4 separate regions of the Mus musculus genome follow, and regions 1, 2 and 3 are each linked to region 4. The links are chromatin contacts, called in public promoter capture Hi-C maps. All regions are on one chromosome and are shown on one strand. Each heading gives the region's core, a stretch centred on a gene start, on an enhancer-like site or on the middle of the called end of the contact. The rest is flanking DNA. Distances are from core to core; before and after follow the strand shown.

What was found. Promoter capture Hi-C pulls out the DNA fragments that hold promoters and counts their contacts.
Region 1: a promoter capture Hi-C map of embryonic stem cells shows a contact between it and region 4, with 2.9 times the contacts expected there. The contact joins the promoter of Pld1 here to the promoter of Ghsr in region 4. A contact is called at or near these places in 7 of 39 promoter capture datasets (the C10 cell line, embryonic stem cells, hematopoietic stem and progenitor cells and 2 more), 1 of 484 Hi-C or Micro-C datasets (embryonic stem cells), 2 of 115 datasets of contacts at active chromatin or transcription factors (both in embryonic stem cells) and 3 of 9 other capture datasets (embryonic stem cells, liver and macrophages).
Region 2: a promoter capture Hi-C map of stem cell-derived epiblast-like cells shows a contact between it and region 4, with 8 times the contacts expected there. The contact joins the promoter of Tmem212 here to the promoter of Ghsr in region 4. A contact is called at or near these places in 8 of 39 promoter capture datasets (cranial neural crest, embryonic stem cells, hippocampal neurons and 4 more), 1 of 484 Hi-C or Micro-C datasets (bone marrow-derived macrophages), 1 of 115 datasets of contacts at active chromatin or transcription factors (embryonic stem cells) and 2 of 9 other capture datasets (embryonic stem cells and macrophages).
Region 3: a contact with region 4 is called in a promoter capture Hi-C map of embryonic stem cells. The contact joins the promoter of Tnik here to the promoter of Ghsr in region 4. A contact is called at or near these places in 6 of 39 promoter capture datasets (3T3-L1-derived adipocytes, the SN4741 cell line, embryonic stem cells and 3 more) and 2 of 484 Hi-C or Micro-C datasets (both in embryonic stem cells).

Annotation. Positions count from the first base shown.
Region 1 is chr3:27,937,272-27,942,401 of GRCm38.p6, forward strand. It overlaps Pld1 (phospholipase D1), which reads left to right and starts at 1,409. Exons shown (of 27, transcript NM_001164056.1): 1 at 1,409-1,479.
Region 2 is chr3:27,894,445-27,899,382 of GRCm38.p6, forward strand. It overlaps Tmem212 (transmembrane protein 212), which reads right to left and starts at 1,924. Exons shown (of 4, transcript NM_001164437.1): 1 at 1,741-1,924. The coding sequence starts at 1,899. Gm42195 (a long non-coding RNA gene) reads right to left here. Exons shown (of 2, transcript XR_880708.2): 1 at 4,634-4,938; 2 at 2,359-4,043.
Region 3 is chr3:28,260,506-28,266,033 of GRCm38.p6, forward strand. Tnik (TRAF2 and NCK interacting kinase) reads left to right here and starts at 2,709. Exons shown (of 33, transcript NM_026910.1): 1 at 2,709-3,194. The coding sequence starts at 3,138.
Region 4 is chr3:27,367,108-27,372,641 of GRCm38.p6, forward strand. It overlaps Ghsr (growth hormone secretagogue receptor), which reads left to right and starts at 4,244. Exons shown (of 3, transcript NM_177330.4): 1 at 4,244-4,335; 2 at 4,532-5,479. The coding sequence starts at 4,690.

The sequences.
Region 1 (5,130 bases), core at 159-2,658, 570 kb after region 4:
CTTGCCAAACCCCTCTTAGGCAAGACCCTGTTTGCTCAGAAGGCTGTGCATATAATTGCAAAAATCTGTCAGAATCATAGGATTCAAAAGGCATCAATTATTTCTGTCAACAAGGAAAGAGTGACGGCTGCCCGACTCTGCAATCATTAGGAAAGATGTGCTCAAAAGAGAAGAATGCAGTCAGGGAGGGCTGGGCAGCTCCAGGTTACTTGAAAACTGAGCCCCGCGCTATAATTTCACTCCTCCTCTGTCTGGACAGAAATATTATATTTTTCATTTCATGCAGTGCCATGGGCATGGTAAGACATTATGTAACTGGGTCTGTCTCACTGTATAATACTCAATAAACAATTTCAAAAGACCAACAGCATCAGCAATTTGATGTACAGGAAACTAACTGTTGCATCTTTGGGTTTTGGCTGGAAGCAGTGTTGTGCAACCAGTTTTGGAACTGACTTGTGTTCAAAATTATATTCCCAAAGGATTGCTATTCACACCACCCAGCCACTGGATTTCCCTTGATGACGACTCTCTTAAGTGTATTAAAACGGCAAAGTTACTGTGCGGACAGTTCCATCGGGGTAATGGGACTTTCTCGTTCTCCTCCCATTTTATTTTTACTTTTCTCTCTAACATTTCTGAATTAGACCCAGTACTGATGGCAAGTGGGAGTGAGAAGTGTGAGGGCGATGTGTGACTGAGACAGGAGGATCATGTAGTTTGAGTTCTACCTGTTCTTCATGGCCAACCAGGTATACAGCAGAGACCTAACTTCAAACTAACCAACCGAACACTCGCCACAACACACACACACACACACACACACACACACACACACAGAGAGAGAGAGAGAGAGAGAGAGAGAGAGAGAGAGAGAGAGAGAGAGAGAAGGGGGGTCTGGGGGGACAAGCACGGGCAGTTTTGGGGACTGAAGAGATTGCTGGCTCCAGCAAGCTTAGGGTCAGGCTGGTTCTTTACTTGCCAGCCTCAGTTTCCTTATAAACAGGCAATAACACCTACCAAGACCTACCCGTGGGATTTGCAGGAAGGCCACAGTTGACCTCTACAAAGCCCCTAATTAAGCAAGTCACTTCAGGGCAGGAATATTTCACCAGTTGGCTCGCTGTTGGCTTGTAACTTGCGGGCCAGTCTTGGACAAGGATTGGGCTCAGAGACCAGGGAAGTGAACTTGGTAAGAACAACGCCTGCGTGCGCCCCTGCGCCCCGCGGATAACTGTGGCTGAGTTAGGACACTTGGACAGAAGAAAGTGTTAGAACCGAGGCATGGAGGAAGGCCGGCGGCAGAGGCTGTCACCGAGGCTGGCCGGCGCCGCCCCGCCCCACCCTGCAGACCGGCCGAGTTCCGGGCGGCGAGTCCCAGCGCCCGCCCTTCTTCCGCGGCCCCAGCTGCGCCAGCTGCGCGGGGACCCCCGAAGTCGCCGCCGCCGCAGAGTGTGTGCCCGCGCCCCAGGCCCGCAGGTAGGAGCTGCCGGGGCCAGGCTTGCGGGACTTCTGAGCCCGCAGGACGTTCGCGGTCCTCGTGCTTCATCCCGCCTCTCTTGCCCCTCTCACCAGCCCTGTCCCTGAAGTTCCCTTGGGAACCCTGGAGTCCCTCCCATAGTCTTAATTCCTGTAGTGTCTGCGCTGGCAAGAGCCGCGCGCACACTGACCGCAGGCGAGGACCGCTACCCTGAGAGCAGAGCCGGGTCAGCTGCTGATGTCCTAGCCCCACTCCACTCTCAAGTCCCTGCAGATCCGGGGCGTCCTCTGTAGGATGCACCCCACCCCACCTCCTCGGGTCCCGGGCTCAGTAGATTTGTTCGCTCCCGCTAGATCGTCCCGCGCTCCCTGAGCTCCTTAGCACTGTGGGCTGACCGGGATGGCGACAGCACCAACATCCCGGACCAACCAGGAAGTGCTGCATTCCAGTGGCTTAGAGTCCAGCTGAAGCACAGTGCCGGGCGCCGAGCCACACAGCTGCTGCCTCGGGGCCAAAGATGTGCTGTGCTGAAGTGGAGGAGGGACAGGGGTAGCAATTAAAAGAAAGGCCTGTGTTAGGCAGTTGCTATTTTAGCTCCGACCCAAGATGTTTGGGACTGACTGTTCCGGGTCAGGGAGGGACCTTAGGAGGTCTCTAAGCCATGGGACGGTTTGTTTGAAACAGTCTTCTGTAGCTCAGGCTGCACTCAAAGGCTATGTAGCCAAGGATGACATTCCTGGCCCTCCTGCTTCCATCTCTTAAGTACAGGTCAAGACTTAGAATTTGGCCAGCCCTTTCCCCCATACCCTAGGGCTACCTGCCACGCCTACGTTTGCCTTCCTCACCCCCGCCTCCCAATCTCAGATCACTGCCAGCGGCCTTCTTTCATGAAGCTCAAAACATAATCTTAAGGACCACAGGAGCTTCTGCATTCGACCATTTCTAGATCTTTCCACAGGACGAAGAGCGCTCTTAGACAGCCAGGCCCACCAATTTCAGCTTAGCCAACTCCTTATGACCTTCCCAGGGCCTCTGGAGACTAGCTACCCAGGAAATTCAGAGAGATATTCAGAAGTCCTGACCTGTCAGAGGTGCTGTCAAGGAAGCCTGACGGGTGCAGAGAGCCTAGTTTGAACTAGTCTGTTATGCCTACTTATGCAAGAATCTCTTTCCATAGTACGTGCTTTGTGGCCCACGAGTGAGTTTGTACTCAACTGTTTAGCTTGAATTTGTAAGCAGCCTTTAAATGGTGTGTGGGGACCTTTTAAATGGTTATGTAAGCGGGTATCTGAATTTTTATGAGCCAGTACAATTAGCTTTTCAAATAAATAGTGCGAGTGGAGAAGGTTTTGAGGAGATGGTGTCCTTGCTGTGTTGTTTCTGGCATCAGCGTTTTACACACACTGGTGTTAAGTTCTCTACAGGCTCATTTAGGTTGATTGATTTACTGATAACTAGATGAGTACTGCCTAGTTAATGGACAGCCTGCTCATCAGACCTTTACCGAGAATGCATTTGTGTATGGTCTTAGTATGTAGTATGAATGCTCTTATGCAACTCTGTATGAGAAAAGCATTACACTGACAATTCACCTACCTCTAATTTCAACATGTTTTAAGGATTTATTTTATTTTTAATGATGTGAATATGCTGGCCTGGGTGTGGGTTATGTGCATATGGTGCCTAAGAAGGCCAGAAGAGGCTGTTGCTCAAACTGGGCGCTGTGAACAGGACTCAGATGCTAAGGAAAGGCAGGATGTGCTCCTAATGGCTGGGCCATCGCTTCAGTCCCATTTCTACCCTTTTTCATTTTTTTTTAATTTTAAGTTTTATTTTTATTTTATCAAAATAGACACGTAACTTTGCCATCTTTACAATTTAAAAATAGATGTTTGATCGCACAGCTCTGCCAGTGTGCTACCATCTCCCCCCAGTCCATTCCCAAAGGACTTCTCGACTTCCTTACAAGGTTTAGTAACACTTATTAATAAAGACTGCATTGCAAGCTTCAGTTTTCTCACTGAGTAAGGTTGGATTCTTTTCACAGAGCTTTAAAGAAATTTTATATAGTCTCTTGTATGACCCTGGATGGAACTCACTCTGCTGGTGGCGATTCCTATGAATTATCCATCTTTCTGCCTTTGCTTCTACCTCCCAAATGCTGGAAGTGTAGGGCTGCATTATCATCCCCAGCTCAAGAAAGACACTTTTTTTTCTATATAGCTCAGGCGAGCCTCTCTTTAACTCGCTGGGTTGCAGAAGGTGACTTATGCTTTTGAACATCCTGCCCCCACCCTGACCTAAGTGTTGGGACCCCATGCACACACCAGCATACCTGGTGTTGTGTTGTACATGTTAGGGGTGCACGTGACTAACTGAGCTACATTGTCAGCAAGAAATGCACTTTTAAAGAGCACACATAGAAGGCATAGCCAGATAGGGGGCGCCTGGTAAGTTTTACCTCCATGGGTTGAGGAAGCTTATGTGAGGGTCAGTTGGTAAGCTGATTGGGAGTTGTAGTGGAAACACTTTGCGAGTTTAGCTGTCTAGAGGTACAAACAGAGAAGGGGTTTATTCTTAGTGTTCCCCCCTCTGGATATGTAACAAACAAACAAACAAACAAACACAAACAATCTCAATGTTGTCCCCTTTAGCCGTACAATAGTACCAGGCAACACCATGAGTGAGCCCAGCTAAAGACATGTTTCCAGTACCCAATGACCTTTCTGATCAAACAAGTTTCTGGGTTTAGCAATTTCTTCTCCTCCCCAGCCATATGCTAAAGATCAATGGACCGAACACATGAGATATGGGTCTTTAAACCTGTAGTTAGATTGAGTCATTGTATACAGGAGAAAGGCTGGCATATGGGAGGCTGGGTTTTATGCTTACAATCCTTTAAGTCCCAAAAGCACAAATAGAATGTATTTGCTAGGGTGTGGTTAAAAGATGTTTCAGGGTTCAGATGAGAAGCATAGCCTCAGCTTCCTGTAAGCCTGGGACTTTTCTGATTAGAAAGGCAACTGTACAGATTGCATCATATGGTTCAGTGGGAATGTGTTCTGATGCTGTGTTTTCCCTGAACTCACAGTGCAGTATCAAATCTGGATCCCAGATGTTCTAGCGGCGGGTTATTTAACAGCAGCATATGTTATGTAACTGTTCCATAGAACCACAATCTTCTTTTCTATTGCGAAATTTTATCAGGTTTTAGATTTATTGAATAAGCATTATAATGACAAAATAAGATGATAAACTGTTTATTTAATCAGCACTTACTTGGTGTCCACTTGGCTTTGGATACCATTCAGAGCATTCTACAGATGTGAAAAACCTCCTTTATGTATATGAGGCTGTGAGAGGCATGGGAGGTCACAGCATGAGGCAGAGCTGGGCCTCCAGCCCATGCAACCTGAACCCTACAGCTTTTGTATTTCTGCCTCTCTAAGAAAATAGTCTTGGAATCTACCTCCCTAACCAGCCACCTTTCTACATCTTTGTTCTTATTTTGTCCTTGTTCTAAGGCATAAATGATGTGTCAAAATTGCAAGCATCATGAAACTTACACAGTTAGTTCAACTCCTTCATTTTTTTGAAGAGGGAGGCAAAGTGGATTGTGGTCATGTTGCTAGTGGGAGATTGTGTCTATG
Region 2 (4,938 bases), core at 674-3,173, 530 kb after region 4:
GTGTGGGGCTGGGGAGTGGGCTGTGGATACCACAGCTCAGGTGTGGAGGTCAGGGATCTCCAATGGGGAATGGTTCTCACCGTCCACCAGGTGGGTTCCAGGCATTGGGCTCCGATCTTCAGGCTTGGGACAAGCACCCTTACCTGCTGGCTCATCTTGCTGGCCTCCAAGGGGTTGCAATTTTGAAGAGGGTCAAGAGGGAAGGCATGGGTGAGAAAGTGACATTTAGTTGAGAGTTGATGAGAGGAGTCGGGTGTGTAGCTCAGTCCACTCACAGCGTGAAGCCCTTGGCTGGACCTCCAGCACCACAAAGACTGAGAGTGTTGTTTGCTCCCGATCCCAGCACTGGGAAGTTGGGAGTTGAAAGATCAGAAGCTCATAGAGAGTCTTAGAACAGCCTGAGGTACCTAAGATCCTGCCTTTAAAAAAAAAAAAATAAAAAGAGGTTTGGGAGTCAGCCAAACACAGGAAGAGTTTAGACAGAGCCCCCAGAGCAAAGGCCTAGGGAGGAACATGCCTTGGCATTCTGAATGGCAGCCGTGAATGTGAAGGCACAGACATAAGGGCAAGCTGGCTGGCAATGAGTCCCAAGAGGCAGCACTGTGGGTATCAGGGGAACTGAGCAGGGCTCATAGCAAGTGGTTCACGGCAGAGAGTTTGCACAGAGCACAGGCTAAAGGCTTGGTGTTTGCTAGCAATCGAGCACAAAGCTCTTGCCATCAGTCAATGCCTTCATCCTCACCAAGTATCTTAGTGTTGGGCAGTTGTCCCCAGAGCACAGGAAAAAGCAAGAAAGAACTAGCTGGCTGAGGCTCCTGCCTCACTCCACATAGTAAGAGCATCAATGTCAGAACTACTTCCCTCTGCCTATAGTTCTAACTCTGAGCCTGCCCCAGACTGCCTCTGTCCAGCTCAGGTAGCCACTCAGTAGTGGCAGGATACACACTCAGTTAATTACTCTTGGCCTATGCCTAACATATACATTCAGCCTACATCTAACATAATATATATATATATATATATATATATATATATATACACACACACACACACACATATAAAATCTTAGTCAAAACTAAGTCCACTGTGAGGATGCTAGCTTGTAAGGGATGGACAGCTACATAAAAATCAATGCATCACTGTGTAACCCAGGCTGGGCTCCAGCTCATAGCTACATAATAACCAAACCCTCCCTGTGTAGTCCAGGCTGGACTCCAGCTCACAGCTACATAATAATCAAACCCTCCCTGTGTAGTCCAGGCTGGACTCCAGCTCTCAGCTACAAAGTAATCAAAGCCTCCCTGTGTAGCCCAGGCTGGAATCCAACTCACAGTTACATAACAATCAAACCCTCCCTGTGTAACCCAGGTGAGGCTCCAGCTCACAGCTACATAATAATCAAAGCCCCACTGTGTAGCCCAGGCTGGCCTCCAGTTCTCAATCTAGCCTCAGTGTTCCAGGTGCTGGGGTTACAGGTCTTTGCCACTGTACCCCATGAGAATTTCCCAAACATTTCATCGTTATATACATGACATACAAATACAAATGAAACAATATTAAGAAAACATATATACTTAAAATGCAACTAACAGAAATTCCTGCTCTAAGTTCAGGACTATGATTTTCGGCAGAATATAGACTTCTTTGAATTACTGGAAAACTCTTAACTGGTATATTATTTTATTTCCCTTTTCTTTTCACTTGCATTTATGCCAGCCTGTTTAATGAAATAGATCCTACCAAAGCCCCGTTCCAGATGGGACAGGCAATCCAAACGCTCCATCCTGTGTACCAAAGCTTGCAGGAAAAGACAGGGAAGAAGGCAATGGCTCCTGAGAAGATGCTGAGGCCCCCCAGAGTAACCAGGGTCCTGCCAGCAGCCTGGTAGAGGCCCTTCATCTTCCTCTGCGGCTTGACTCTTTGCTCTGAGATACTTGTTACCAAAACACAAGGCCAGGCCAGGCCTCTATAAACACAAGTTTCTTAGAGACTGTAGCTGGGATGACAGTGAACATGGGAAACAAGATCCCGCAGACAATATTTACTCTGTTCCACCAAGGTAAGTGGAAGGAGTGAACTCTGACTGTGGGTTAGACTCTAACACCGACTTCTTCAGAGAGAAGGGAGGGCGGGAGATTTCTCATTCTGGAGTGGCCGCCTTGATTCCTTCATTTGCCCTGTCTCAGGGAGTAACCACTTCCTGGCTTAATCAGACTCAAAGGCTCACTGACTGAGCTAATTGTTTCTGAACTCAACCTGCCTGGTGGTTACAGCAGAAAGCCAACATCCTCTGAGCACAATAGAGCCGCATTCCCAGCAAAAGTTCCCACAAAACAAAGCAAGAATCACACATGCAGATCACGGTCCACTGATCATTATATTTAACGTAAATGGTTGAAAGCAAAGGAGTCTTTCCTTTCAAAGTTTAATTCCACACAACTGTTTATGATTATTCTTTTAGAGAAGGTCTGCGACCTTGCTACGGAGAGCAGGTTGGCCTTGGTTTACAGTGATCTTCCTGCCTCCTCCATCTCCCAAGGGCTAAGAATATAGCCATCAAGCTCAGCTACTCTTAATTAAAAAAAACAAAAAACTAAACTAAATTTATTGGGGCTGGAGAGATGTCTTACTGGCTAAGAGCACTGACTGCTGCTCTTCCAGGGGACCTGGGTTAGATTCCCAGCATCCAATTGAGGGCTCACAGCTGTAGTTGTACTACAGGCCCAGGGAGTCAGACACCTCTTCTGGCATCCTTGGGCATCAGAGTCCATGAGGTGCACACTCATACATGCAGGCAAAATAACCAGACACACTAAGTACATTTTTAAAATAATTACATTGAGAGAGAGAGAGAGAGAGAGAGAGAGAGAGAGAGTGCGTGCGTGTGTGTGTGTGTGTGTGTGTCTGTATGGCATTGAAGTGGAATGTTCATGCCATAGCATGGCAACTTGCAGGAAGGAATCAGTTCTCTTTTTTCCTCTATGTTGGGCCCAGGGATAGAACTTAGGTGATCGGGGATAGAGGCAAGGGCTTTGTCGCCAGGCCCGAACATGGGTTTTAAGGCAGGCAGAGCAGGAATCTGACTCTGGCTTCACCCCTTCTAGGTGTTTGTCCTAGAGGAAGAGCGAGCTACTTGTGTTTTCTGGGTCTGTTTCTTCGTAAGAGAAACAGGTAAGAGGAATGTTTCTCTCACCAGGCGCTTGGGTGAGGGCATCAGCTGAACTCCTGTGTGTAGATGCTTAGCGTGGAGCAAGCTCCGTACTGAGAAAATGTCCTGAAATCACCTCACCTCAGAGTTCTTGCGGCTGGCTCAGACAGTATTAGTTCTTTTGTCTATCACCTCAGAACTCTAGGCTTGACTCCTTGATCAGTTTGATACAGATTCCCCGAGGGCCCTCCCCTTCCCACCAGTTCTCTGCATCTCTTTCCCCGTTCTGTCTTTTGATCTATGGTAGCTATCCCACTCAAGTTGACCCAGATTTCAATGCAGTCTCTGCCCAGATACTCAGAATCCGGGGAAAGCCGCTCTGGTTGTCTGACACGGCCACTCTTCTGTGTTTCCTCTCAATTCTGTGGGCTAGATTCTCAGATTATTTTCTTTTCATATAAACTAGAGAAGTTTCTGGAAGGCACAGAACTTGTGAGTCTTCCATACCTTGTAAATATCTATGGCCTCTCTGACAACTTCAGATGGCATTCGGACCAAGCAGATACACACTAGTAAATACTCAGTGGGTCAATTCACGAAGCCGATAGCCTGTCCAGTCTGCATTTGGGCCGCACGGGGGGGGGGGGGGTGGATATATGTGAGTTCAAGTTCATCAGAGCGAATGCCCAGGCCAGTGTGTTCCCTCATGCCCGGGGGAAGGGTCTGGAGGAAAGACGGATTTGTCTGTAGTACTCAACTTCAGCTGTGGTATTTTGACTTTTTCCTTTACTCCTTATCTCAAGGTTGCAGCTCTGTGGTGTGTTAGCACACTGTGGGTCAGCTCACTCTCTTCTGGTAGCACGTTTGGAAAACAAAGACTGTTGAAATCCCCAGTCTTCAGCAGCACACAGTGGAAAGGAAAACAAAGAAAGAATGTTTTGTTTTAATTTGGGGAGACGTTACGTGCCTGTAACATTATGGATTAACACAGATGTCACCATAACTTTATTAGTGATTAAGGGGTGGCATGGCTAAATATGACCTAATGAGAGTGAGGTAGATCCAGAGACATCTCCGACCAGATTCCAGAGATGCTGGCTTCTTGTTAACTGTGTTGAAGCAAGGACATTTTTCAGTGAGAACAGAAATGGATGTGTGCCCGTCCCCAGCTTCTTTCAGCCATGGCACTGTCCCTAAGCACCAGCGGCTACCTCCATGGGGGAGCTCCTCCTGCGTAGCCAGGATCGCAGGCCTGTGCCTGCAAGCCCAGCTAGGTAGAGTTACAAACTGCATAAATTGAAAGGCTCAAGTGAATGGCTGGCCTGCTAGAGTGCTGGCTCAGAATATTTGATGATATTGATGGGCTGACGGTGCAGGGGACATGTTCCCCTGTCTCCTTTAGCAGCCTGCTAAAGCCTGTTTGCTTCCTTCAGGAGACGGAGGAGGCATGCCAGGTGTGGAGGAACACCTCATGCTTTGTCATACCTTTTCAGAGATTTTTGTTCCTTTCCAAAGAGTCCATTTTCAACCCACTTAAGCCTCTCCAGTGTTCATACGCAGCGTGTTTCCTTCTGCTTTTCCTGGTTGTTCGGTTTCAACTCTGAGTGAACTCTTTCTTCACAATGACCCGGGGCTGATGGGGAACAAAGTTCAATGTTTATCATCCCTAACTGGAAACTGTCAAATTTCTATTGTAAACCCTCCAATTTACAAGATACTACAGAGAGATTGCTGCACCCACCAAATTCCAATTGTATGTCTCCCCCTCAAGTGTGTTTGGAAATCATCTG
Region 3 (5,528 bases), core at 1,459-3,958, 890 kb after region 4:
GACATGGGTTTAATCTAAAAGGAAGTCTTTATTAGCCAGCCAGCAACTATGCTAGGATCCCAGTGTAGCCCAGAGCCTTTCTCAGGGTGAGATTTTAAGCACAAAAACCATGCTCTAGGTTGACATACTTCAGTTAACAAGAACAGTTAGCCAGAAGCAGAGCCACAGAAGCCAAAAAGCAAGGCTAGTACATTTAGAGACTTTCTCAGAATTATGGTTTTTGATGGACTAGGCCTAGGCTTTAGTTTTAGAAGATGGTGTTGTCTCCATGCTGTTTTACAGCTGAGCGGTCCTTCCATCATGGAGTCAGTGGTGCTAAGTCCTTGGTGCCTACTAAGGACTGGGGCCCTAGTATGTCTAGACCTCTTTTTATAGTAGTGACTTATGTTTTCTTTTAAATTAAACACAAAGCAAAAACTGTTGATAAGAGTGCAGGATGGAAAGAAATCAGACTTCTGCTGGAACAGCTGAAATCTGAAATGTACTTGGCCTAAAGAAGAGAGTTTGATGTTCCTGAATAGGGCATGCAGAACTCTGCCTGATCTGCCCTCTGCCCTCTCCTGGTCCTAAGATTTCCCACCCTTGCCTGCCACTGCTTTCTACCCACTCCTCCCTCCCTCCCCAGGGTGCACTGTGTTGAACCCTCTTTGAAGCTATATCCATCCTTTCTGTCTGAGGTGGGGCTTCCTCAGCAGCAGTGGACTAGTCTGAACCTATTGTAAACCCCAAAGTAGAGTCTTGTGCTATTAGAGTTAGGGGAAAAGACCTTTTTGTGGTTTCACCTAAGTCTGTAGTACTTTTCTGTGAGCATGTTTATCTCCTATTTTCAAGTCTGAAGCTTTTAAAGGAGCCCTGCGTATGAATCTCAATACCCTAATCTGAAATTATTTTGCTTCATCTTGAGACATGTTAACCTGTTGTCTAGAGAAAGGGTGAGATAAGAAGGAGGAGGAGGAGGAGGAGGTGGAGGAGGAGGAGGAGGAGAGGAAGAAGAAGAAGAAGAAGAAGAAGAAGAAGAAGAAGAAGAAGAAGAAGAAGAAGAAGAAGAAGAAGAAGAAGAAGAAGAAGAAGAAGGGAAGAAGAAGGAGAAGGAGAAGATGATGATGACACACAAGGAAAAGTGTGGTGGAGGGAAAAGATGGCTTCTACTTGGTCCCTTCGTGGAGGCTTGTGGGTTCGGAACAGCATTCTAGTTTCATGGTATGGTTTAGAGAGCACATGACCCACCCCAATGAGTCCAAGACTAAACAGTCCAGCTAACACTAATTTCATTAGTGTTGGTCCGTTCATTCATTCTTTCAACTTGTTCTGAAGCTCATAATTAGTTTATTCTTCATGACTTTAAAAAGAAGTGGCAACAGCCCAAGTGTTGGTGTCCATGTGTAATCTGAGTACTTGGGTGGGCGGGGGGGGGGGGGTCATTTGCAGGACAATGAGGAGTTCAAGGCCATCCCCAGCTGCACAGTGAAGGGAAGACTTCCTTTAAGTACTTAAGATCTGTCTCATAACCATACCAAATCAAACAACCAATAAGATAAATCAAAAAGAACCTCTACTCCCCCCAAAAGAAAACAAAACAAAAAGTCAAATAAAAATCAACCCCCCCCAGTATGTTTAGCTTTTTATCTCAGTAGATGCTAGAGGAACACTCAGAACTATTGATGAGTTGAAGCCAGTGGGAAGAGTTCACTATAAATGTTTTCTTCCGACGTATTTTGCGTGGCCAAACTAGGAGACAGGCAAGGATGCGAGAGGGTTGGGGAAGTGACTTTACACTTTTGATAAAGAATGACGGGTTACCACTGCAAACACCCAGCTCTTGAGTGAAAAAGCGAGCGAAGTCAAATAGCTCGCGGGTCAGGGCTCACTATCCTAGAGCCAAACTTTCTCCATGAATCCAGGTAGGTCACCGCGGAAAAGCTACAAAGGAGGAAACACTGGGTTAGGTACTATGTTGCCCAATTAATGTCGGCCTTGGAGTCACCTGAATCCTTCGAGCTACTGCACCCAGGGAGCAAGCTTCTCTTTTCAATTCGGTCATTTCCGTGGGGAATTGCGGCACGCGCAGGTCTTGGGTGTGGCGATATCCAGACAGAGCTCACATCTCTCGGATTTCCAGCTTCTAGCAAACCTACTCAGCCTAGAGAACCACAGACGATTCGGGCCTGCCTTCCTGCAACCCAGTGGCCGCGAATGACCGTGACCCTGTGGCCACTGCTCAGCACCAAAGCCAGGCTGCCGGCTCGGCGCGTGTGAGCTTCTCCCCAACTCGCTCTGCGCGGGGAGGCGGATCCCCTTCCCTGCGCACAAGTCCTTATATGCACCGGTTGCACCGGCCCGCCTTTACTCCAGCCCCACAAATAATTAATGGGGGAGGGAGGACGCTGCTGCCTTTTCCCGCTGCCTCTCCCCACCACCCTTTTCACCATTAGAGTATCTGAACGCAGTCAAGAAACCCCAAGATACGATCGAAGAGCCATTTTGGTGCACTGCACAAATTGGACACATTAAAAATATATATTCAGCATTCAGGCTCCTGCACAGAGAGGCTCAAAAACGGCTGTTTAGATTCAGCACTATTAACCCTCAAAAGCTGGGGCGGAAAGGGTGCGTACCCCTCCCCCACCCTGGCTAGTGGCGGAGGGACCCGGTCAGGAAGCGCGGCCTCTCCCCAGTCGGAGACCACGCCTCTCCCCCCCCCCCCACTCCTCCCAGGAAGCGGTGATAGACAGTTCTGTGTGGTTCTCCACCCCCACCTCCCAGCTGAGTGGAGGAGTTGATATGTCTCATTATAACAGCCAATGCAGCCGCCATCCACGCACAAGCAAAGAAGCATGTCCCATTTAAATACACCCACGCAGCCCCAGCGCCCTTAGCCGATCAGGGCGCGCAGCCCACACGCACCGCGGCTCCGGGCTTGGAGATCCGCGCAGGTCGGGCTCCGGGATCCCGCGGATCGACGCTCTCGGAAGATCGGGATCGGACTCTTGCTGGGGCCCGGGTGGGCGGGGGAGGCTGGGCCCCGGGCCTCTCTGGCGGACAGCCGCATGAGGACGCGAGCGAAATAGACCGGGGTGGAATTGCCAAGGAAGACGCTTCGGGGTGGTTTTGGTCCATTTCTCCCGCGAAGAGTCGACATGGCGAGCGACTCCCCAGCTCGCAGCCTGGATGAAATCGATCTCTCCGCCCTGAGGGTGAGCAGAACGTGTTTTTTCCTTTTTTTCCAATGGTCTAGGGCTGAAAGAGGGAACGTTCCCTGCCTTTCTGTTCTAATTCCGGGGCAGCCGAGGGGTTCTAGGCTGAGCCCCTACCCCTACAGCAGGGGCTGGGCTCCCCTTGTGCTCCTAGGCTGTTCCCGAGGTTCCGCAAGGAAGCTGGTAGAGCTTGTCAGTTTCATCTTCGATCGGTGTAAGAGCATTACATGAAAGGCTGGTGTGTGTGTGTGTGTGTGTGTGTGTGTGTGTGTGTGTGTGTGTGTGTGTACCCGGGCAACCGTCTCGTGCCAAGGCGCGAGACCCGACTGCTCCTTGCTGCAAAAGATTCTCTTGGAGAAGAAAGGCACTGGCCCTTCACGTTTGCCAGCTACCTGCAAGATGCCATCGTGAGCTAGCTGTCTCTACCAGCGGACCCTGCTGCTCCAATGGAGCAGTAATTGCTGCTCTGGGCTGGTCTTGTAGGTGCTAACTGACTCCCTTCCCGGCTTCTGTCTCCGGTGCTGGGGCTCCGGCTCAGCTCTTCCCTATATGCCAGTGTGCACTCACCTTTATCTGTGGTTTGAACTCAGCCCTGCCTATTCCTTCCCTCGGTGACTGTGACCTTTCAGTTTTATGGCTGAACTTCAGCAGGTGAAAGAGAAGCTTAACCGCTTCTCCTCACCACACCGGAACTCCCTGGAGAGATTGTGTGTGCGTGTGTGCCTGTGTGCCTGTGTGCCTGTGTGTGTGTGTGTGTGTGTGTGTGTGTGTGTGTGTGTGTGTGTGTGTGTGTGTGTCCCAGGTCTGTGAACAGTCCTTTGTAAAACATATTCCCTTCCCCGAGCCCGGCCGCTTTGCCTTTACCTAATGAAACACCTCAGACGTCGTTCCATTGTATTGAATAAGACTTTAGTGATCTAGAATCCATTTTGCTGTTGTTTGAAAATCAGACTGCCAGGAATCCCATTGCAGCCTCGACGCTTCCCCACCCCCACCTCTAATCCCAGCACACTCCTTCGGGGAAGGGGGCCGAGCGCTCTTGCCATTTTAATTAGATGCTGCCTGCCAGGAAGGGGGTGAGGAGGGGTGGTGGCCTTGGCAGCAGCAGGCATCTGAGAAAGATTGGACACCAATCTCAGTTCCACTAGTTTCTTCCTCTCCCGAACTAAAAATAAAATAAACAGCAAATGCATATGCTTGATGCCTGGAGGGTAGGTGAGACCTAAGAGATGGTGTCTCATCTCATGTCACCCACCGCCAGTAGGGGTGGAAGTTCAGTGGTTCTCCGGAACACATTGTTAGATTGATGCTAGAATCTTGAGGCCGTTTACCTGTGTCTACTAAAGCCTTCCTGCCCTTACATTTCTCTACAAATATTTTAAGGGGCTAGATACCTGTCTGATGGAGGTGATACTTTTTCTTCAGGCTCCACGAGTCTCTTTTCTTCCCTCTCCTTGAATCCTTGCCCCTTCCCATATCTTTTGGTAGAGAGAGAGAGGTGACAATTCAGAGAGACAACTCGAAGGTTGAGGACTGACTGCCCTATGAAACGGCCTGTTGTGCTAGTGGGGCAGCAGAAGCTCATTCATGCATGATTACAGTAAGCTGTCTGTTTTTCTGGTGCCCAAAGGCCACATTCAGAACCAGTGAGTAGCTAAGTGTGGGGGTTGGGAGCAGAGTGGGTGCTTTAAACAAGCGCGGCTTCCTCTTCACCCATGGTGTGTGCTCTACTTCTGTCTGGGAGTTGCTATGGTGTGAGTTAATCAGGTGGACCAGACTTGGAGAAGGAGGAGTGGCTAAGAGGTGGAGGCCTGAACAATGAGGCAGCCTTGTGATATAGCTGAGCAGGAATCTTAGCATCCTTCTCCCTGATATGATTTTTAAGTTGGGGGGCTGGGAGGAGGGGACTAGCTCCTGTGGGCAAGGTTTTCTGAGATACCAAGCACAGAGCACCTTGATGCATACTTGAGGAAACTCCCGGGCTCTGCTATGTGTATGTGGAACAGATATCTTTGTATGATTTACTGAGATTGCTCTTTGTCACCCAAGAAGCCCAATGAATTCTCTGCCTGCACTGGTGTGTGCAAAGAGCTAGGATAACAGCTACTCCCAGTGTCTGGGGGAGCTATTGGCTGGAAGACTTACATGCAGATGGGCAGACAGTTGTACTCAGCAGGCCTGGGAGCGTCAGGCAGTCTTGTGGTAGGCTAGGTGTGCAGGTCCGTTTGTCTCCGAGGGCCAGTAGGTGATGCCCACAAATGGAAGCGTAGATGGTGGCTGCCTTCCCAGATTTGGAGAGGTTGGTTCCTAAGCTTGCAGAGAAGTCCTTCTGAG
Region 4 (5,534 bases), core at 2,994-5,493:
CGTACTCCACTGCTGCTGATGTTCTTGGTGGTCATCTCATGGTACTGGCATCTCCAAAATGCTGCTGTCTTTCACTGTAACTAGGCTTCACCAACAGCCTCTCATAGGCTCTCTTCATGGTGCCAAGCCTCAACTCCTTTGCATGACCTCTTCAGTTCCGGGCCATCAATTGCAACTGAGGCTGCACCTTTACCAATGGCCTTCCCTGGCCTGTCACAGTGTCAAGCCTCAGCTGCTCTGTATGACCCCTTCATGCCTCCAAAACCAGTACCACCTGGGTGACTCTTACACATTACCAAGTCCTGCTACTGCACGAGGTACAACTTTGGCTAACTCTGGAACACAGACTCTTTGTGCTCTCAGAAAACACTTCCCAGAATGATGCTGGTCTCTTCTTAATCACCGCTAATTTCTTAGCTCCAGCTAACCAGCATCAATAGTCCCAGTAATGCAAAGTTTTTGCTTTGGTAGTTCTGGTATCTTGTTAATCACAGCTGATTCTTCAGCCCCAGCTAACCAGAACTACAGAATCTTCACAATCAAAACAGCAATGGCCCGGAAAAGAGTCTTTAATTTTCCCTCTGAATTTTCACAAGCCAGGCTTCCATTTTCTGCACTGTTCTCAACATTATCTTCCAAGCTCCTACACAACATCTCACAGAGCTCTTAACTCCGAATGGATCTTCTGGCCCAAAGTTCCAAAGTCCTTCCACAGTCCTCCCCAAAACATGGTCAGGTTGTCACAGGAATACCCCACTATGCTGGTACCAATTTGACTTAGTCAGGGTTTCTATTCCTGCACAAACATCATGACCAAGAAGCAAGTTGGGGAGGAAAGGGTTTATTCAGCTTACACTTCCAAATTGATGTTCATCACCAAGGAAGTCAGGACTGGAACTCAAGCAGGTCAGAAAGCAGGAGCTGATGCAGAGGCCATGGAGGGACGTTCTTTACTGGCTGGCTTCCCCTGGCTTGCTCAGCCTGCTCTCTTATAGAACCAAGACTACCAGCCCAGAGATGGTCCCACCCACAAGGGGCCTTTCCCCCTTGATCACTAATTGAGAAAATGCCTTACAGTTGGATCTCATGGAAGAATTTCCTCAACTGAAGCTCCTTTCTCTGTGATAACTCCAGCTGTGTCAAGTTGACACAAAACTAGCCAATACACCAACCCAGCCACAAAACCTTTGATGTACAATTTGTCCTGCCTGCAAGATGTATAATTGCAAATTGAATTGGGAGCATCTACACAAACATGGCTTCCAAACCTTTTATTTGAATATGATTCAAACTTTCAGAAAAACTGTAGGAAAATACAAGTAAAATTAATTCTATACTCTTCCATATTAACCTCTCTCTGTGTCTCTGTCTCTCTCTGTCTCTTTGTCTCTGTCTCTCTCTGTCTCTCTCTGTCTCTCTCTCTCTCTCTCTCTCTCTCTCGTGTGTGTGTGTGTGTGTGTGTATTGTATGTGTGTGTGGTATATACACATGAATGTGCAAATTGGTGCATCTGCCCCTATGTGCTAAAGAATGTGCCTATTGCCTCAAGACAAGGACTCTTACTGAACTGCAAGCTTGCCTTTTATGCTGGTTAGTGAGATCTTGAGATATGCCTGTTCCTTCACCACCACCACCACCAAATAATAATAATAATGATGATATTAATAAATTCTGGAGTCAGCTACAGGCATGTGTGGTGGTGCCTAGCTTCTTACTTTGATGGGTTTAAACTCAGGTCTGCATAAATTCTGAGCAATGGCTCTTATTCCCCACCCCTGCCATTTCTCCAGCCCCAGATTCATTAGCCTAACTTGATGTCAATCTAATAATTCTATTCATCCTGCTACTCATACATACCTAAGTGTGTCCGTTGTGATAGCTTTGACTCTGTGGCAGACAAGGAGCAGCGTTTGGTCATCTGGGCTCTTTGGACCCTGAGCATTTTCTGATTCACACGCACACCAAGGGCCCCCACCACCTCTCATACTTGATTACAAAACGCTGGGCTCTAGCTTTACTTTGTCCTATATCTCAGGCTTTAAGGAATCGTTAAATCAATTATTTATTTGGAGTTTGATTCCTTGTGATTACATTTAGGATTGTGCATTCCTGACTAGAATATGAAATGCACACATAGGTACACATGTATTTACAGGCATCTCAGCAGAAAGTGGTAATCTATAAAACCCCAGGGACAATGGAAATGACTCAATTTGCCCCAAAAGATTCCCTCCATTTTATGTCCAGTGTGCTTTGTGCCCTTTTTCTGAACAGCTGAACAAGCTTTGCTTTTATTAAAAAAAAAAAAAGAAAGAAAGAAAAGAAAAAAATCAGCCTTTTCCAGACCCAGTTCAGATGCCCCATCCCCTGAGAAATCTTTTCTCAAGTATGGTGTAACACATTTCTCCTTATTATAGGCTTCTTGTAAATGCCTCTTAAATGTACCTGCCAGGGCTGTGCTAAGATGGCTTACCTAACTGTGCCTTCGTTTCTAGATGAGAGGCTTATGCGGGCAAAAGCTGTCTGGGTTGAATCTCCTTTGTTACTAGCAGTGTTTGGTATGTATTTAGAGACAGTTTTATGTAGCTTATAGATCATGAAGAACTGGATCAATTTCTATAAAACCCTCTACTGCTTCTTGATAACACAATACAGATTTATTTATATTTTACCTATTTTTACATCTCTCTCTCTCTCTCTCTCTCTATCTATCTATTATGTGCCATGTGGAGGTCACTCATATGCACAGGTGGGCTCTGAGGCTGGAGCTCTGGTCATCAGGTTTGGAGGTTAGCTCTTTTACTTGCTGAGCTATCTTGATGGCTCTGGGTTTGACGATATTTTAGATAAATTCAAAGTCAATTTGGAACAAAGTCTGTAATGCATCAGTGTAACTAAGCCATGGTGTGGTGAAGTCACAGGCAAACTGTGAGTCAAACTTCCTTCACACAATATTTTGATTTTTTTCATTGTGAGTCTCATGTACATGTGCATACACTGAGTTCCTGTCTGACTTGTGAGCTAACAATTTAGGTGATAGAGAAGGCAATAAGCCATCTAGCAAAGGCATGTGGTATTGCACTCCGGTATGCAAGAAACTGTTAATGATTGATCTGCATTTTGGTGGGTGGTCTCCCTCCTTCAGCACTGAAGCACAAGACTGTTGGGAAAAGCTTCAGGCTTGAGGAGGCAGATCAGAACACGTGCACATGTGAGGGGCTCGGGCGCTGGCCGAGGTGCTGAACAGTTCCTGTTAATGAGCAGGAACCATGAAGAGGCTCTGAGCTCTCAAAGGGTCTTCTCAATTTTTCAGGTGTGGATTCCCAGATCTGAACAGCAGATGCGCAGGTCGTTCTCGGAAGACCCTTGTTAGTACCGAGATGCCCTGAAATTCATTCCCATCGAATGAAAATCCCCTTTCTCACTAGCAACCAGGAAGAAACGCTAGCCCTTATTAATTTGTCAAATGGCTCAGGCATCTCAGATGTTTGGCTTCCATCCCCAATGATCCTTACGCTGTCTAGCATTTTACAAAGAAACAACAGCAAACTAAAGCTCCGAAGGTTGGAGCTCTTGGCCGGGGGGGGGGGGGGGGATCGCAGCTTCTAAGTAGCTGATCTCTCCAAACCAAGCTTTTAAGAAGTTTACTGCTCACCCTCGACGTGCGCCAGCCTGGCAGCACAGGCTGCTTCTGCTCCTGCACTTGCCACACATTTCCCCCTGTGTGGGTCTCTGCAGCGTTCTTGTCCCTGCGCTAGTTTACTTCAGTTTGTAAAGGTGACTTTCATGCTCATCCAGCATACCCCTTAACCACACCAAGTCCTAGGGCTGGGATTTAGAACAGGGCTTTCGCACACTTGGAGAATGAACCAGCTCTGGTTTTGATCTGTGATCTCAGAGCAGATTCTGGGTTTAAAATCCGGGCGAACACCCACTGGGGTGTGTTCTAAGATTGCCAGAAGCTCTTCCCAGGTGCGCACTGTCTCCTCTGATTTGAATACAAATAGAAGCTTCCGTTTTCCCCTCTGCCTTTCTTTCTCCACCGAGGGGAACACTCGCTTTTTCTCCCGTCTCTCTGTGAAGGAAGAGCTTTGATCCCGCTGCTGAAGGCATCTTTCACTACGGTCTCCACCCTTCATTACTTTACCCAAATGACCTATCCTTCCCGGCCACCCTAGCGCCCAAGAGTGGAGAGAGGAGCCCTCACACACTCGCTTTGCAGCGCCTGCCTTCCGCAGAGCCCACGCACTCGGACGCTGTGGGGAGCACGACAGGCTGCTGGGGCGAGATCTCCAGTGCCAGGCACTGCTGGTGGCGCCGCCGATAGAGTGACAGGTAAGTGAGTGCGTGTACAGTCGAGGCTGTATTGGGAGACCGGGACTGTGTGGGGAAGATAGTGGGAAGGGGGAAGAAAAGAGAGATGTGGGAGGGAGGGGAGAGGAGGAACGGAAGGAAATAGGGAGAGACGTGCAGTGGGTCACTCTCTTCCTTTCATCGCTAATGTTCGCACCCCCATTCCACCTTCTCCTAGGCTTCTTCTCACTTCTCTCTTCCCCAAGCATCCTTCCTGCTGCTCGCGCCCATTCCTCCCCCCACGCCGCCCCCCGCCCGGCCCCCACTCTTCCGCGCCTAGGAGGACCTCCTCAGGGGACCAGATTTCCGCGCGGCTGCGACCCCAAGCCTGGCAACATGTGGAACGCGACGCCCAGCGAGGAGCCGGAGCCTAACGTCACGCTGGACCTGGACTGGGACGCTTCTCCCGGCAACGACTCACTCTCTGACGAACTGCTGCCACTGTTCCCCGCGCCGCTGCTGGCGGGCGTCACTGCCACCTGCGTGGCGCTCTTCGTGGTGGGCATCTCGGGCAACCTGCTCACCATGCTGGTGGTGTCCCGCTTCCGCGAGCTGCGCACCACCACCAACCTCTACCTATCCAGCATGGCCTTCTCCGATCTGCTCATCTTCCTGTGCATGCCGCTGGACCTCGTCCGCCTCTGGCAGTATCGGCCCTGGAACTTCGGCGACCTGCTCTGCAAACTCTTCCAGTTTGTCAGCGAGAGCTGCACCTACGCCACGGTCCTCACCATCACCGCGCTGAGCGTCGAGCGCTACTTCGCCATCTGCTTCCCGCTGCGGGCCAAGGTGGTGGTCACCAAGGGCCGTGTGAAGCTGGTCATCCTTGTCATTTGGGCCGTGGCCTTCTGCAGCGCGGGGCCCATCTTCGTGCTGGTGGGCGTGGAGCACGAGAACGGCACAGATCCCCGGGACACCAACGAGTGCCGCGCCACCGAGTTCGCTGTGCGCTCTGGGCTGCTCACCGTGATGGTATGGGTGTCGAGCGTCTTCTTCTTCCTGCCGGTCTTCTGCCTCACTGTGCTCTACAGTCTCATCGGGAGGAAGCTGTGGCGGAGGCGCGGCGACGCGGCGGTGGGCTCCTCGCTCAGGGACCAGAACCACAAACAGACAGTGAAGATGCTTGGTGAGTTCTGACACCCCGGTGGCTTTTCTTCCCCCACTGCTTGCTCTTTGCCAGA